Linked DNA regions of Zea mays: region 1 is linked to region 2. A link is a contact called in public Hi-C data. All regions are on one chromosome and are shown on one strand. Each heading gives the region's core, a stretch centred on a gene start, on an enhancer-like site or on the middle of the called end of the contact. The rest is flanking DNA. Distances are from core to core; before and after follow the strand shown. Region 1 has its middle 20 kb from the start of LOC100285016. Region 2 holds the start of LOC100281175 (bifunctional protein tilS/hprT).

Region 1 (4,503 bases), core at 506-3,005, 130 kb before region 2:
GGCCCCAACTCGAAACTAGCAGTTAGAGAAAAGTTGCTGCTTCTCTGTGGCACACCGAACAGTCCGATGGTAGGCACCGAACAGTTTGGTGCCCCTGTTCGGTGCACCACTAGCTGTTGGTTCTGACTGTTGCAGGTGAATGTTGTCGCGCATTGTCTTACACTGGACAGTCTGGTGGCTCTCCTCCGCAGTGCCACCAGGAACTAGCCATTGGGCTACTGTTCCCTGGTGCACCGTATAGTCCGACAGTGTGCTACTGAACGGTCCGATGTTCTTGACCGAACGGTCCGCTAGTGGAAACACTTTCTTTAGGTCTTAGACTTTGCTTGATATTCGTTGTTCTTCACTTATGGTCTTCATAATGTCTTCTTTTGAAGTGTTGCTTCCTCAATTCCTTAGTCCAAGTCACTTTAGCATCCTATGAACTACAAATACAAACACTAGCAAACACATTAGTCCACAGGTTATGTTGCTCATCAAACACCAAAGTCAATTAGTTAAATAGGCCAATGTCCATTTTCCTTACAAAAGTAAAGGAAATGTAAATGTTTGGTTGATTTGTTCGATTGTGGGGGGCACACAATCGGTCATACCCCTTCATATATATAGGGGAAGGTCTGAACCCGTTCCTAAGCATTCTCCAACAGAATCTGCGTAATTAGATAGATAAGCACGTACGGAAAAAGGACTTTACTGGCTGAGTTAATCTAATCGCGGACTGTCCGAGGCGATATACAAAGAGTGTTTGACACTGTTCCACAAACTGTACTCTATAGATTATCTTATATTAACTCTATGAAACGTAAAGTTTGCCTCTTAAGTACTGTTATAATTGTACTTTTTTATTTGAAGCAGACCTGAACAATAATAAGTTGAACAGTGTCAAACGCGCCTATATATACTATGAAAAAAGGTCGAAATCGAAATCTCCGTGCAATCTGAAGCCTTGAGTCAGCATTGAGCAGGCAAGCAAGCAAGCCTACCCTACCCTACCCGTGGAGAACGTTGAGATCGACAGTATTGGTCGGTTGCTCCTCGGTGGTTGGGTTTGGGTCTGGCCGGTCAATCGCTGGTCCCCGGAGGGCGTGGCCCCGGGCTATATGATGGGCGCGGTCGTTCAACGCGGATACGTGCGAGGAAGAGTGACCGGATCTGTGACTTGAGCACGCACGCGTCCCTGCCGTGCGCGCGGGTGGGCTGATTCCTGACATAAAATCGTAGTGGCAGCCATTTAAAATCTAAGTCCCGTTTGTTTCCATTCTAATAACTATAATTTAAACAAACTAATTAACTTAATATATTTATATATATAATGTATTTATATATTATTTTAAATCATATAACAGAGATTATACAATACATTTAGGATATAGAGAAGTAAATAAAAAAGTGTGCTATAAGTTCTATATTAGAAAAAGTAACATATAAATCTATAGAATTAATTTCTATCTCTTACCCTATGAGCTTGAGATAGATTTATATATGAAATTTGGAAAGTTGTAATTAAATTCTAATGTCTGAAAATGAAGTGAATAAAACGTAGCCTAATTGAATTTGCTAAAGTTGAATCGATATAAATATCGTGATAGCAGTAGATAGCAACACATGCCGTTGAACCGATGGTATAGTTGTGCCGTTGTGCGGCAAGCAAGCACGCACGCACGAGAAAGGAGGAACGGACAAAGAAGGGGGCTGCTCGGAGCCATCGGTTGCTCACATGCCCTGCACCGCTTGCGCTGGCAATATTCCCGTTCGGCCATTTGTATGGAACGTGCATGCATTCGGGTTAGCGCCAGCCGCCAGTGCTTGCTTCCTAGTAGACTCCTAGTACTGTACAAACTGACGGGTCGGCCGGCCGAATCCGTTTGTTCCATGCCGAGCCAGCCGGCCAGCTACCGACACAAGAACCTGCGCCGAAAGCTGTGCCGTATAGTGTGTGGGTTTTTCTCGGGAGCAGACCAACAGCAGTCGACGGGAGGATCGACCGACCGACCTGCTTGGGAGCGTGGTCTGCGAGATGTATCTTTTCGGCGTTCGTGTTGGATTTATAGGTTAGACCTGACTCTGAAATTTAATTACATCCTATACAAATCTTAAAAGGCCGTGTATAGATATGACTAGTAGACATTGGAACAAATAGTCATATATTGCTAGTTTAAGTGGTGTGGAATTAGTTTAAATACGAATGTTACAATCACCAAGTCATGGATGAGGAGAGAGCGTGGAAAACCACGCACGCGCGCTTGCTCGCCTCGCCCCCTGGGCGGACGAAGGGTGCGGGCACACGACACGCACATGAATGGTCTATTAAAATCTGGCCCCTCGCCTTATGGGGGCGCACGAGTCTATTAGTTCTTGGATAGCGTGCGGATCGGATCGCGGGTCCTTATGGGTTCGCGGTCACGCGCCTTACAGCCAACGCCAAACCCATCCCAACACAAGTTAAGTTTTCGTCTCTGCTCACAACTACGTCGCCATCGTATTTGTCTTCATCCCGACCGCCGACGTGCATCTGCGATCGGGAGAGCAGGTCTCCGGAACCGTCGACTTCGAGATCCTACACCCGAAGAGGGTGAATAAGGTTTTTAGGAAGCGTCCTCACGCGACTGCTCGCGATCTTGTCGTCAAACCTGCCGCTTCGACATCGTCGACCCTGCTACCTCGACATCATCGACCCTGAGGCTTTGCCATTATTGACTATTCGGCTTCCACCCGCGTCATCTACCAGTATGTCTGATTAATACACATCATCTAATTTGACCTTATACTTCAGTTTATCTGTTATGATAGAGGTGTGCTGTCTTTTTATGATTAGCCTGTTAGGCTGTTAGTTTACTTGTGGTGGAACAGACATCTAGACTATTTATTATTGGTCATGATTTATATTCGGAATTTGATCTAGAAAATATATAATTGTTCAACAGTCCAAAAACCTTATTGTAGACAATTTCCTGGTTTAACTATGGCTGGTTTTGCTGATGCGCTGAACCTAGAAAAATATCTCTGGTATACACTTCAAGAGGTGGCCTGTCAAGGACACTCTCTTGCTTACTACTATCAATGTGTTTCATGTTAGTAAAGGCAAACCTGAGGGCGTACTGAATCCTGAAGAGGAGAAAAAGTATGTCGATGCCAATACTATCTTTAGGGGGCAATTCTTAGCATCCTTGTTGATCGTCTAGCTTATGCGAATATGCAATACACAGACGAGGAGTTTTGGGATGCACTTACTATAAAGTATGGTGCATCAGGTGCTGGCAGTGACCTGTATGTCATAGAGAGCTTTCATGATTATAAGATGGTTGATAATCGCTCTATTGTTGAGCAAGCTCATGAAATACAATGTATTGCCAAGGAGCTCGACCACCTTAAGATTGTCCTTCGTGACCGATTTGTGGATGGGTACATTATTGCAAAGTTGCCTTCTACATGGAGAAACTTCGCCACATCTCTGAAACATAAGAGACATGAGATATCAGTTGAAAATTTGATAGTGTCTCTGGATGTTGAGGAGAAATCTCGGGCTAAGGACACAGGTTCTAAAGGAGGCGAGGGCCACTCCAACGCCAACATGGTTCAGAAGAACCATAACAAGGGCAAATGAAATACAAAATCTAACAAGCCCAACAAAACCACCAACTTCAAGAAGAAGAAGAACAAGGCTGGAGTGACATGTTTCGCGTGTGGTGAGACATGTCATTTTGTAAAGGATTGTCCTGATCGAGCGGATCGTCGTGCCAAAAGGGCAATGTCAACACAGTGGTCACTAACAAAATGGGAGACAAAAGGTATGGTAATCTACCTTTCATCTTCTCAGTATTTGAATCACCTAGCTCGTGGCTTGATACTAGTGCTAATGTTCATGTGTGTTATGACAATAATTTGTTTTCTTCTTATCAGGGTGCCTAGGATTCCTTTGTCCTAATGGGGAATGTGTCACATGCTTCTGTTCATGGCATTGGTATGGTGAATCTGAAGTTTACTTTGGGAAAGATCGTGCAACTGAAGAACGTGCATCATGACCCTTCTATGCACAAGAACCCTTCTATATAGATATGGGTTCAAGGTAGTTTTGGAGTCCAATAAAATAGTAGTGTTTAAGTTTGGACAATTTATTGGTAAAGGCTATGATTATAGAGGATTGTTCCATTTTTCTCTGTTAGATTTCAATAATAAGTATGTGAGCCATATTTGCACTAATGTCGATGATCTTGCGAGTATTTGGCATTATCTTTTATGTCATATTAATTTTGGTTCTATGTCTCGACTTTACACCATGAGTTTAATTCCTAATATCACCATATTCAAAGGTTCTCAGTGCCATAGTTGTGTGCAGTCAAAGCAACCTCAAAAGTCTCACAAGGCTGCTGAGGAAAGACATCTAGCTCCTCTAAGACTCATACATTCCAACCTTTTGTGAGATGAATGGTGTGTTGACAAAAGGTGACAAGAGATATTTCATGACATTGATTGATGATGTGTCTAAATTTTGCTATGTATACT
Region 2 (4,088 bases), core at 27-2,526:
CCAAGTCTTTTCCAAATTGGTCTTTTCCTGTTTCTAGCACTTAGACACACTACATTAGTCTTCAAAACAATGTACTAGGTCTTAGAAACATACCTTTACTCTTGATTTGCACTTTGTCCATCAATTGGCATAGATTAACACTTAAGCACTTGTGTTGGCACTCAATCACCAAAATACTTAGAAATGGCTCAAGGGCACATTTCCCTTTCAGTCTCCTTGGTAGAAATGAACGGGAATTCTAGGCCCCTTGCCAAATGGGTAACATGGCTTGTGGATAAAGATGTGCAATCTCTGCAGAGTGTAAAACTGGTATATCAGTCGTGCTCATGGTAAAGAGCGACTCAGGACTCTCGCATGATTAACTTATTGAATTAAACTTAATCTATCACATGCATTGCATTGTGGGATTTGTTATAACTGAGATCTCTTATTTTATTGGAATGGTGTAGTAACTGCTGATAAAATTTTAACCAACTTATTAAAAGCAATGCTCAGCCTTAACCATTATTTGTTAATCAGCCGTACACTACACAAGAGCCCCCACCATAAGTGAGCTCATGCACATTATCCCCCACACTTGCTGAGTGATGCACATCTGTGAGCTCACCCTTGCGATAATTTCCCCCCACAGGTGAAGAGCAGGTTCCACCGGAGGAGGACTACTACAACGAGTTCAACGAGATCTAGGTGTCGTCTCCCAGTCAGCTGTTGACGCTGAGGAATAATTATCTTAGTCTGATTTATTTATTATCAGTTATTTTATAAGACATTTTTGTTATGTAATAAAGTTTGTGACATTCGTCTCTATACATTGAGTCATTGTATGTGTTGATCTTGTTTGGCGCATATATGAGACGTATCCGGGTTTACCCTTTAAATCTAGGTATGATAGTGCTTCTTCGGGTTCTTGCTCCGCTATAGTGTGTATTTAGGGGGTGTTTGAATGCACTAGATCTAATAGATAGTTGACTAAAAAATTACTAGTGAAATTAGTTAGCTAACAAATAGCTAGCTAACTATTAGCTAATTTGCTAAAAGTGACTAGTGTATGAATTATTAGCTAGATTGTTTGGATGTCTTTAACTAATTTTAACAGCTAACTATTAGTTTCAGTGAAGTCAAACATCCCCTAGGCCGATTGTCTTCTATCTTGAGCATAAAACCAATTGGCTATATTCTATCTCAAGTATGTTGTCTTCTATCTTGAGCATAAAACCAATTGGCTATATTATATCTCAAGTATAGAGCTAAGAGCGTGTGGTGAGTTTTTTTTTAATCAAGTGTCGGAGACACAGGTCAACTCAACTACAACCGGAGTACCATAACCTATGGACAACACCAACATGGTCGTGGTGACGACGCGGGATTCCGGAATCCTGGCACGGTTCCTCATCAAGCCCGCGGCATTCCACCCGTGGCGCGACCGCGCCACCACGCAGCCCACGCACCAACGCCGCCCTAATAAATCCCCTGCGCTCCGCGCCCGCCGGCTCGCAACCCTAACCTTCCTCCCCTGCTCCGCCGCCGCCACGGTCGCCTCTACTGCCATGGTGAGCGCTGAAGTCGGCATCGATTACGTGCTGTGGACGGAGGACGAGGTGTCCACCCGCGTGGGCGAGGTCGCCGCCGAGCTCGCGGCCGACCTGCGCGCGTTGCCGGAGCCCGCCGTCATCGTCGGCGTCGCCACGGGCGCGTTCCTCTTCCTCGCTGACCTCGTCCGGCGCGTCGACGTGCGGCTCGTGGTCGACCTCGTGCGCGTCGAGTCCTATGGGGCGGGCACAGAGTCCAGCGGCAAGCCACGTATCACGGCCGACCTCAAAGTCGATGTGGCCGGGAAGCATGTGGTCGTGGTGAGGAGCTCTACCCTTACTCGTGATCGTGAACCGCTTTTGTGTGGTTGACGTGTCCTTTTGCCCTTATAGTGTGGTGGTGTCCTGTACCAAGAATTGGTTGGCTTTGATCATTTTGCTGGTACCCGTCATTTGCTTGTGGACGGACTCAATGGAAGATAATTCACCTGACCTCCTCTAGATTGTTTACCTTCACTCTGTAATTAAGTAGATAGTCTTGGTCCTGTGTTTCACGTTCCCAGAGAGAGAATACTAGAAATTTAGGATGGCTGTCCAAACATGACTCGTAATAATTATTTTTTGTCTGGACCAGGAACAGAAACCATCGACCTAACAAGGTACTAATAACCTGAAATTAATCAGTGTACAATATTTTCAGGGAGGTCTAGGAGAAAAGCCGAGGATGTTCACTAAGCCGTATAAGATTATCTGAGCACTGTTTGTAAATTGTATAAATATCTGCTGGTTAGGCCACCTATATCATAGGGCATATACAGTTTGTAGAAGTGCCTTTTTGAAGCGGGACATTTAGAGCTACTCAGAATGAAATAGTTTTGTCTAGAGCATCTAACAGTTTTAAACTTAAATACAGCATTCACATTTTGTCCTTGTTTGCAATCTTGTGGTACGGCTCTAAAATATAGGCACCAAGGGAATCACTAATGTGTTGCTTGATTCATGTTTTATATGTCTAGGAATAGTATTCAATTGAGAAATTTGCTCTGCACTGTGTCTAATTGATACTATGGGAAATGCATTTTTTTAAAAAAAGAAATCATTGATTATGTTAATTAGTTTTTCGTATTATTATCGTTTTGTTGTCTTAACTTCCTATAATTGTCTGAGATGACTTCCTAGTTCTTGGGTCTATTTGAGCTGGTATATGGAATTTGATAATGATTTCATATCTCGGTAGGTTGAAGATATTGTTGACACAGGGAATACTCTGTCCTATCTCATTGCTCATTTGGAGAAGAAAGGTGCATCATCCATATCGGTTTGCACTTTTCTTGACAAACCAGCAAGAAGGAAAGTCAATGTTCATCTAGTAGGGGATGGAAAATTTTACCGTGGATTTGAGGTACCAGTACAAGTACCACCTCTCTCTCTCTCTCTCTCTCTACCCCTCCCTCCCTCCCCATCTATGGCATTGGCATGCACTTCAACACATTTCCACAAAATGTTATATTGTTAAGTAGCAGTTTGCATCTTTTGTTGGTAACAGCTATAGTACTGAAAACTGAAAAGCTCTCCTGGGCTGCCCTTCCCCACCTTGTAAGTACTAATTCATTTTTGTTCCTTTTCAGTGCCCAGACTACTTTGTTGTTGGCTATGGTTTAGATTACGCGGAGCTCTACCGTAACCTGCCTTATGTCGGAGTTCTCAAGCCCGAGATGTACAAAAAGGATTCAAGCAATTAGACCTGAGGCTGTACCTGCACCTTGTGCAATCGATCGATACGAAGATCTCAGTTACAAATGATACAGAGATCCCAGTTTTGATCAACAACTTTACCGAAGCAGAACTTCTTAATGCAAATGATACGAGGGGGAAAAAGGCAAAAAAAAAACAGAAAGATCTAGTTTACCTTTTTTCTGTAAGTTCAGGAAAACTTCAGTTTTTTCCAGGTTTCTGTAGCATAACAGCAAGATGTACAACTGTCAGTTTTGTTTGTCACCAAACAGCAACCCAGAAGGGAAAGATGTAGTTATATGGCATGTTACATTTTCAGTTTACAGGCTAAACAGCTTACAGTGTCTTGTAGTGAGATGTAACTGTAAGGTCGGGGAGCTTAGTGAGGTCAGGGTGGGCCATGCGTTCCCCTGCCCAACATAACCACCATTGAGCAAACAGTATTTTCATTACCGTTTAGAGACTGTTTGGTTGAGTTGTTGCTAAAAAAAGCTGACGTGGAATGTGAGATGTGAAAAAAATTGCTATAGCTTGTGAGTTGTCAAAAAACTAAAAACTGTTTGTTAAAAACTAAGTCACTAAAAGTTCTTTCATATATATTTTCATAGTTTCATTTCAAAGTTGCTAAAAACAAATTCAGAGGTGCTTTCAGTTTTGCATCACGAGAAAGTTGACTTTTTAAAAAAAGTTACTTTCTGTATCCAGCCTTTCGATTTGGCTTTTGGCTTTTGAAGGATAAAAGCCAAATCAAACACAACTTATGGCCTTATATGTCTTTGGAGCTCAATTACCTAGATTAGCCCCCTATTTGTTTAGCCAATCTAT

The links. Hi-C and Micro-C count contacts between places; a contact is called where the count stands out from the background.
Region 1: a contact with region 2 is called in a Hi-C map of ear, with 2.6 times the contacts expected there. The contact joins the enhancer-like site here to the promoter of LOC100281175 in region 2. A contact is called at or near these places in 2 of 25 Hi-C or Micro-C datasets (ear and tassel).

What each region holds. Positions count from the first base shown.
Region 1 is chr6:138,850,718-138,855,220 of Zm-B73-REFERENCE-NAM-5.0, reverse strand. No RefSeq gene overlaps it. Among protein-coding and RNA genes, the nearest start is that of LOC100285016, 20 kb to the left of the region's middle. Within about 2 kb of position 1,755, at least 19 of the 20 cell types and tissues checked have an H3K27ac peak or open chromatin away from gene starts, as enhancers often do. A contact at or near this core is called in ear and tassel, where this site is marked.
Region 2 is chr6:138,718,330-138,722,417 of Zm-B73-REFERENCE-NAM-5.0, reverse strand. LOC100281175 (bifunctional protein tilS/hprT) reads left to right here and starts at 1,276. Exons shown (of 3, transcript NM_001154094.2): 1 at 1,276-1,850; 2 at 2,767-2,931; 3 at 3,158-3,617. The coding sequence starts at 1,329. The coding sequence ends at 3,271.